2 separate regions of the Arachis hypogaea genome follow, and region 1 is linked to region 2. A link is a contact called in public Hi-C data. All regions are on one chromosome and are shown on one strand. Each heading gives the region's core, a stretch centred on a gene start, on an enhancer-like site or on the middle of the called end of the contact. The rest is flanking DNA. Distances are from core to core; before and after follow the strand shown.

Evidence for each region. Hi-C and Micro-C count contacts between places; a contact is called where the count stands out from the background.
Region 1: a Hi-C map of leaf shows a contact between it and region 2, with 3 times the contacts expected there. The contact joins the enhancer-like site here to the promoter of LOC112710311 in region 2. A contact is called at or near these places in 4 of 8 Hi-C or Micro-C datasets (leaf and an unstated tissue).

What each region holds. Positions count from the first base shown.
Region 1 is chr1:9,415,482-9,420,665 of arahy.Tifrunner.gnm2.J5K5, reverse strand. No RefSeq gene overlaps it. Among protein-coding and RNA genes, the nearest start is that of LOC112795329, 5.6 kb to the left of the region's middle. Within about 2 kb of position 1,630, at least 2 of the 3 cell types and tissues checked have open chromatin away from gene starts, as enhancers often do.
Region 2 is chr1:9,364,837-9,369,645 of arahy.Tifrunner.gnm2.J5K5, reverse strand. It overlaps LOC112710311 (HVA22-like protein f), which reads right to left and starts at 1,945. Exons shown (of 5, transcript XM_025763535.3): 1 at 1,801-1,945; 2 at 1,191-1,217; 3 at 873-995; 4 at 71-320. The coding sequence starts at 1,847.

The DNA.
Region 1 (5,184 bases), core at 381-2,880, 51 kb before region 2:
ACTAATTTCAGCAGCACAAACCAAAAATTAAGACAAAAAAATATGAGTTAATTTAAAACTATAAGCATAGTTTGAATGTAAAAGAAGCATTCATCAAAACAAAAGTAATACATAAATTAAAATACATAACAACTAGAATAACTCTTTAGGAACTTGGTTTTATCTTAGTGCTTATGTCACAATGTAAAAGCATGATATAATTCTTATGCTCTACATATATCCTCAACCAACGAAAAACTATGGTGCTCTCAACTTTTAACTTTTTGGATTTTTAAGAAGGAATATATATAATGACAACTAGAGACCAACTAAAAACTAGTAAAGAAATATAAATATATAAGTGGCCAAAATATGAATATGTAAATCTTCATAATTTTATTTCATAGAAGCAATTAGAATAAATTTAATAAGTATATGAAGTACGACAAAAATAAAAAGTCACATAAGTCCCAAATATGAAATATCTTTCTTCAGTAAAAAGACCTGCAATTTTACGGAAAAAAATATATCAAAACATCCAAAAATTTCAAAACATCCAAAATACATTTCTTCAAATATGAAAAATTTAAGAAAAAATAAAAAAAAAAAACAAAAAAACTGAAACAACACTGTAGGGACCTCGTTAGTTATCGTGTTGGTGGGCATGCGTCGGAGAGAAGGTGATATGTGAATCGCGAGGGGAAGGACTGCGATGGTGGTGGGGAGGAGGGGCTGCGGCGGTAAATTACAAATCGCGAGGGGAGGAGAGTTGCGATGGTGGTAGCGGATCATGTGGGAAAGGGCTACAGCAGTGGTGACGACGCCGCGAATTGCAACGAGGAGGGCACTGTGGTGGCGGCAGGCTGCAAATCACAACAAGGAGGGCACTGTGGTGGTCGATGTCGTTGCAAATCGCGACAAAAACGGCTCTGCGGCGGTCGGCGGTATTGCAAATCACGAGGGAGACATTGCGATAGTTGGCGGCGGCGTTCCGGTGACGGTGTAAGTTTCAGGCGCAAAAATAGCCAGAGAAGAGTGAGAGAATTTGGAGTTGCGTGACTCCTTGATTCACGTTGCAAATATTCACTAGGGTTAAAATTCTAATTTTTAAAATTCTAATTAATGGATATCAATATATTTTTAATTTTAATTAAAAAATAATAATTAATGATTGTTGTCAATAGTTAGTAAATTAATAGTTGGATATCTATACTTTTTCTTTGATTGAAACATCGGATTGATAATTATACAAAACTAAACATTCTCAATAAAATAGTTATCATTCACGTAGAATTGATAAAGACTGAGTTATATAAGTTACATCACATGAAAGTATTTTCTGTGATTTGTTTCTCAAAAATTCTCAAAAAAATACTCATGTGTCTAACGAAAGATAGGACAAATGGTAAATTGTCATTTTTCAATCCTTACAGTACCAGAGTTGTCTAAATTGAAAATAGATCGAGGCCAGGAAGGGTTTAACTCAAATTTTATCCCCAGTTTTGAGCTAATTAGCTTTTTTTTTTTTTTGTCAAGAGCTACTTATATAGTTTATGTAGCAACAAAAACCTATGTTAAAGAATAAAACATAGTAGCTTTGGGTTGGTATTGGTCCAATATCCCAAGGCCCATAAGGATGGTAGATAAGTAGGAGTAATATTTCGATCATTTGGGCCTTGTGTACAGAATATATTTTTTACCTTGCCTCAATGCATTGTGCTACTATGTCCAAAAACAAAAATGCATTATGCTATTGAACAGTTTATGAAGCCATTGAATTGTTCAACCAAAAAAACAAATGTCACCAATTTTTTTATCTTTTGGAAATTAATTCTAAATTCTATGTCATAATTAAATGTCCTTCAAATAAAGTTCTAGCAAACCCTCAAATGGCATCAAGACACAAAAAGTCTGAACGTCTTGGGGATTTTCTCATATGTAAACCCACAGAAGAATCAAATATATATGGTTTAAAATCTTTCAAACTCTTATTACATACCAGTGCATTAATAAACACTAACGTAGTTATGCTAAAATCAAAAGTCACGCCAATGAACTATAATTCAAATGGTATAGTTTTTTCGTATTCATTTAAGAGATTACGAGTTTAAATCTTTCTATTTTTGATAAAAAAAACAAAAAAAAGATCGTAAATTTAATTATTAGAGTTAACAAAATACCTTTTTTATAATTATATATATATATGATAAAAGATATTTTTTAAAAAATTTATACATCAACTCTTTCTAGTATTTTTATTTTGGTTTAATTATTTTATTAATTCTTATAATTTTACTAAATTTATAATTAGGTTCTTATACTATTTTTTTCAATTGGATCCCAACATTACTTTTAATTTTATAATTAAATTATTATTCATATAAAAAATATTAGAATTAATAGAATATTTTTTTATAAATTGAATATACTCACAATTAAAAACCTAATTAAATTTTTGAATATATATTTTTTAAGAGAAATATTATGTTAATTTTAATTTTTTTGACACAAATAATTTAATTACAAAATTAAAAACAATGTAAAAACTAAACCAATTAAAAAAATATACAAAAAATTAATTATAAAATTAATAAAACTATAAAAACTAATAAAATAATTAAATATTTCATTATTTATAGTACAGAAATATAGATATAGATAACAGGTGTTAATTAGGTAGTAACTATATCATATTAAAACATACACATCCTACTATATTATATATATTAGCATATTTATATATGCACATGAAGTAGTCAACTATATAGTCCTCTAGTTGAACCCAAACAAATTGATATTTAGTTATATTGCATTGTTTTTCCCTTACCTTGTAAAGGGAGTTATTATATATAGTAGTATCAAACTGAATTTTTTCACGTATAATCAAGCTAAGAAGGACGTATATACATAAAGAAGACACTATCATTGAGCATAATAACTAGCATGTAAAGTGACCAAAAAAAAGAGTTCATTATTTCTCATGTAGGCAGGTAGGTACATAAAGTAAAACAGTGACACTAACTGAACCTAATTAACAAACAAATGAACACAACAGTAGTGTGGCTAATAGTACAATAAGTTGCAAGGTAATGTTACTACTAAGACCAGGCATCAGTACGGCCTATTTAATTAGAGTAATGCTATTGCTGTGGTGGGATGCCATTAAATTTTTTAGATTAAATAATTACTCTATTAGTATTTGTAATTTTATTTTATTTTTTAACCAATTTTTTATATTTTAAAAATTTTTAATAGATTTTTATATGAATTTTAAATTTATAATTATATTTTTGTTATTCTACAAATATTTAATTTAATGAAATATGTTGAGATATATTTACTAGTGATGTGAGATAAATAAATAAAAATTCATAAAATTTACTGTTAGAAGAAAGCTATTTATAAATTTTTAAATTTTAGTAAAACTATAAAAATTAATGAAATAATTTAATTTTAATACACTTTAGTATAAAATAGATTTACACATATATATATTTAATTACATAATATTACGTCAGTAAAAATATTTATCCCACAAAAATTTTATTTTTTATATTAGTGAATAATCATCCAAATTATTAAACCTTTTATAATATATTATTGAAGATCAAATTAATAAATGTTGCTTCTCTTCTTGCTTGTATATATAGGTGTCATCAATTCATTTAATTTAACATTATATTGTTAGTAGAGTTTGTTGTTTTGTTCATTACATCTTTTAATGGTTGTGTGTTGAATTATATTAATATTGTGAGTGTGAGTATGTGATGAAGAGAGTGAAGAAAGACAGAAAGAAACAGCTAAAGAGATCATATCATCAATAGTTGAGATGAATAGGGAATAAAGGAACAGTGAACTCAAACTAACTCTATATATATATAGCTTTTCACCATTTTGGGAGATGAATATACAAGCACATCCTTTTCCTACTCATTTGTTACTTTAAATTAGCAGCTTTTTTTTTTTTCATATATATCATGACCATTATACTACTCACTATCCTCTTGAAATTATAGAATAACATGTTCTTTGTATTACATTATTATATTATTATAAGCCTATTTTATGTATCTTTTTCTGTGACTATTTTATGTATTTTTAGTACACATAAAATAATAAAAACACTTTTAGGCAACTCAATTTATAGATTAATTTCAGATAAAAATAAATTTTTGAAACTCACATTAAATATATTCTAAAATTATACAAATATTTCTTAAATTTTATACTCAATATGAGAAGAAAGATATATTAGAGTTTAATAATTCAAACATCATGATATTTATATTTGAATAAAATACACAACAAAATTATTTCATATGTTAATTATGTGTATAATTGGACTTATTATATAATAATAATGCATGAAAAAGGTAAATTAATATATAATTCATCCTCCAATTTCTAAGAAAATACCAACACAGTATATATGCATATATATCCATCAAATAATTTTATTATCATAATCTTATTTTTAATATGTTGCATCAAATTCAATTCTCGATCTCTTTTGTGTTTTGTTTATCTTGATAGAATATTATTATTATTATTATTATTATTATTATTATTATTATTATTATTATTATAAGCATAGTACAATGACTGAAGTTACTAACACCATTGAATTTTTTAATGCTGTTCCAAAAAAAGAATCTAAGGGCAGAAACGTTTAATCACCAAGCATCAATTCTTTCCATGTTAGAGATCTAAAAAAGCATCCTTGGAACTTGAAAGGGGGTAAGGGTTGGCAATTCATGTTCTCACGCCCATACATCATTCATGAAGCATCAAATTATTCACTGGGAAAAGACTGAAAAGGGTTTCAATCGTTTTCAATGGAGTAAAAACTATAATATAATAATAATTCACTAAAAGATTTTTTTTTAATTTATAATTGACTCTTATTAATTAAATACTAATTATCCAAATCAGTCTTTAAAAATTTTAAAAGCGGACATTTTAATCCTAAAAAAAATTAATATCAAAGTTTTACTCCAACAGATAAATAAGTCCCCAATTTATTTTTCAGCAAAGTAATTACCCAAATCAATCTCCAAAGATTTTAAAAGCAAACATTTTGAATGGCTCTTGCTCGTAGTACATTGAAGAGGTTTGTTGCCATGGAGGTTGTCCATAAGCTTGAGGCTCCTCCCACCTTTAATTGTCCCATTCTTGATTCATGTTCTTATTGTAGTTAGCAACATA
Region 2 (4,809 bases), core at 696-3,195:
AAGATGAAATATAGATAAGCTTTATAATGAAGCAAACATATGTACTTAATTAGAGTTGTTGATAGCATACAGCTTTGACAACTTTCTCAAATGCATCAGGACCATATCTCTCTATGTAGCGTTCAACAGATTTTTTTGCATCAATGCTCAACATTTGAAGGTCCTTCCTCTTGTCTTGATCTGAATCCTTGTAACTTCCATAGCTTACTATCTTCACATATTGCCTCACATAATTCTCATATATAAAAGCAGCACCATTGAACATTGGCAGTACCAGCCAAATGCAAAACACAAGCTTCATGTATGGCCATATGGGAAACCTATATAATATAATAAATGTTCAATTATTATTAGCCACATATAGAAATCTATTTGGTATTTCAATTTTCAACTTGGTTTTGGTATAATTAATGATGATATTTGTACGTAAAAAATGGACATTAATCATGGACGCCAAGGAAAAAGAAATAATATCACTATGTATACTATTACTTTTAATAAGTTGGCACATTAAAAAATTAATGTATTTAGATATGACTGCATCAAGATGTATTTATCAATTTACACCAAAATCAACATTAAATTCAACTATCAATGTAGAATGAATAAATATTAAAAATAAATTAAATTATATATGTATTTATATATAAATACATCGTGATTAATTTTGGTAATTGATTTTCATGTGCAAATAACATTTTTAATACCTCAATTTTAATTTATCAAATAATCAATTATTATTTTGAAAAGGTTAGAATATGGTATTCTATCAATCCACTACTTTTAATACTCAAATATTATATATATGTATATGTACATGCATGTATTTTTATGTAAATTCCTTATCATATAATATACATATATCTACGTACCATGCTAGAATATTATAACATGAAAGCTCAAAGAGTTCGACGAAGGAGTATAAAACCCAGTAAGTTAGCCATTGATGATCATCTAAGGTTGAAGGACTCTCAATCGCCCTTATTGATGCGTATCTGTAATATTATATTTACTCATACAAAATATGTCATTATATTGACACACCCCAAAAATAAATATTGTTGCACTACTTTCAAACTTCTATATATAAGAAGGAATGAATATGAACGTAGAGCAAAAATAATATTATTTATATATTAGTCATAAAATCATAAAGTTAATTAAGAATTGGCAACTAGCTACTAGCTTACAAGGGATAAAGAAGCATCACTCCAGGCCTGTCAAAAATGAAAAACAAAATTAAAAACTTATATATGTAATTATTTAACCATCAAACTACATATACAAAAGTTTGTGGAATTATATTTCGTATCGCAAAGGATTATCGTTGTAAGCTAAACAATACAAATAATTAAATAAAAAAGAACAAAACAAAACCTAAGCATTGACTATATATATATATATATATATATATATGGAAAATTCCATATATATGTATATGCTCTCTATCATAAATAAACCATACATATATGGCTTTGTCTATAATAATTTTCTTTTATAATAATCTTCCTTTACCATATTAATTTATTGGGCAATTTTCTTTGCCCTATCTATTTATTGGTAAAAACTTAGGTGAAGTCGACTTTATGTGAAACTGATATTTGAGAGTCGTTAGATAAAAATTTAGTCAATTCATTCAAATCATCTAATAGCTTTCAGGTACCAACTTCACGTGAAGTCAACTGTACTTGAGTTTTCACCAAATTTATTAGAAGTAGTGATTCTAAAAAAATGAAATATAATGAAAGTTGGTAGATATATGAGAATAACAAAGATATATGCATATATTTACATATTTACCCTGCTATTGTGTAGAAATTTCTTACAACTGTTCCAAGAGCGCCCATGATATGAAGATGTGTTATTCAATAATTCAAAGGATCTTTTATGGAAGCTAAGTTAGATTGAATAATAATGAGTTATACTATGCAGCTTTTCACTAATTGGTTCAAGTAGTTTATCGGGTATCTATTTATATTGAAGTGCAAGTTGGTTGATGAAGGAAGCAAAGAATGTTTATGAGACGACACAAAAGTCTTCTTTTCTCTAATGGGAAGAAATTAATTAAGAACCATATAAAAGCTTAATGGATATGTAAGCAAAGCAATAGAAAGGGTTAGGGCACGTAGGTGCCTATATATATTATATATTTATTTTATGTTAGAAAGATTGGGATTTGCATGTGGACTTTTGAAATCTTTAATGGTATATATATTCAAGAGATTATGTATATTATTCCTTATCTTATCTCTTCTTCCAAAAGCGAAATATTTTTTTTTTACAATAATCCGTTTTACAAAGTTATTCACTCATACTAAAAATCAGGTATTATATATTTAATTATATATATATTTATACATATTATATATTTTTATATATTCACTTACACTAATAAAACTTTTTTATAATAAGATAATATTTTTATACGCAATAGTTAATTGATAATTAATTTTTTGTATATACGTAATATAATTATTGATTTTAACAATGGCAAAATGACCATTTTTCGCAAGACTTATATAATTTTGAACAGACCGTGTAATTCACATGACTTCTATTTGAAAAATAATTGAAATACAATTTTATTTTAGTTACTTTTCAATTCTTTACATGTAAAAGAATTAAATTTCATCATTTCAAGTATAAAAGATTGAAACTAGAAAATCAGGCAAGTTTTAATTCTAATGCCAATTCCATACCCAATTCCAAGTGGGTGTTCATGGGCGACTGGCCTGACCAGATTTAATTAGATTTGGACTTAGTTCTAAAAAGATATCGAATCTATTTTGTGTTGAGATTAAGGATAATTAATTATGATAATTAGAGAACTAATTTTAATTTTAAGAAAGTTATATAAGTATAGAGGGAAAATTCTATTGAGAGGATGGCTCATTTGTTTTACTGAAACTAAATTCAATATTTTTTATTTTTTAATTTTTCAATTACCTCTTCTTTCCTTTTATTTTTCTGCGATCAAAGCTACTGCTGCGAAATTCCTTTCATGGTATCAAGAGTCACAGGTGTTTGATTCATGGCTTCTCCTAATGAAGATTCTACCAATTTCAATTCCAATAACACTCTTTTCTCCTCTTCTGTTATCAACAATTTTTTTCCAAATTTCTTCAATCAAAAATCCTTTCACCCGATTAGTGATAAACTTGGTGAAAATAATCACAAGACTTGGTAACAGCAAGCTTTTTTTACAATTCGAGGACAAGATCTTGAAGATCATCTCCATCCAACACGAATTCCTCCTCAATTTGATTCCATGGCAAGTCAGCAAGTTGGGATTGAATCTCAACAATTCAAACAATGAAGGTAGAACGACTATAATCTCAGCTCATGGATGCTTGCATCTATGGATTCTGATTTCAAAAGTAAAATGGTTGGGTGCATCTTTACTTATGAAATTTGGAAAAAGATCGAAGAATATTTCGAGAAATCCATCAAGTATAGGGTTAAACAACTCAAAGCATAACTCAAATTGGTCAAAAAACATGGTATGTCTGCTTAAGATTATATCTCAAAAATTAAAAGCCTTCGTGATTCTTTAGCAGCCTTAGGTTACCCTCTTTCGACAGAGAAACATGTAAAGGCTATTCTTGAGAATTTAAATGAAGAGTATCGAAGTCTTTTAATCACAATCAATGTGAAACCTAAAATGTAGTCTTTGTGAAGTGCAAACTCTAGTATTGACTCATGATGACATGATGAATAAGTTCAGAAAACCAGATAATGTTCTTATACAAGCTAATTTTGCTCAAAGTTCTTTTCCTTCTATGTCAAATACTGTGAGAGGCAATCCGATGAGAGGAAGGGGGAGAGGTGGAGGTCGACCTTTTAGAGGTGGCAAGTCTTTTTATTAACAACCACGACCTTAATGCCAAGTAAATGTGGCCGATTTGGACACATTGCTTGGCACTATTTTCATAGATTTGATCAACAGATTCTCCCACCATCACAAAATCAAAACACTCGAATGAACAACTACAACTCTCTTTCATCAACTACTTCCACTTCAACCCAAGTGAATTCTATTGCAATCACTCCTCCTCCACCTACAAATACCTTTCACAACCCTGCTGCATTCTTTGCTGCACCATCTACTGTCTTTGATCCAGCTTGGTATCTCGATACAGGTGCATCTCATCATGTAACCTCTTCTCAATCTAACTTGATTGCATTATTTGAATACACAGGCCAGAACAAGTGCAAATAGGTAATGGAACATGTATTTCTATATCTAATATTGGACACTCTTTTTTGTATTTTTTATCTTCTAAAAGATGGTTTTCTCTACAAAAGTTAATTTACTGTACTCATATAACCAAGAATATGATTTCTGTATCTAAATTTGCTGAGGATAACTTTGTTTATTTTGAATTTTATGCCGTTTATTGTCTTGTTAAATGTCAGTTCACCAAGAAGGTTCTACTACAAGGTTTTAGACAAGGAGTCTTATATCAGTTTTCTAATATTGTTGTCCCTTATTATTCACAAATAGATTCATGTCCAAAAGCTTTCTCTATATCTCTTCCTTCTTTTGATTTGTGGCATAAGAGATTACGACACACTGCCACCAAAATAATTGTACATCTTGTTCTATCACAATGTAACATTCTCTTTGATAGCAGTGTTGATAATAAGAAGTTTAGTCTTTGTAAAAATTGTGTTCAAGCTAAAATGCATTCTATTCTATATAGTGATTCTTTAACTGTTTACACTTCACCATTACAATTAGTTTATACGGATGTTTGGGGATCCTTTCCCATTATTTCTCATCTTGGTTACAAGTATTATGTTACATTT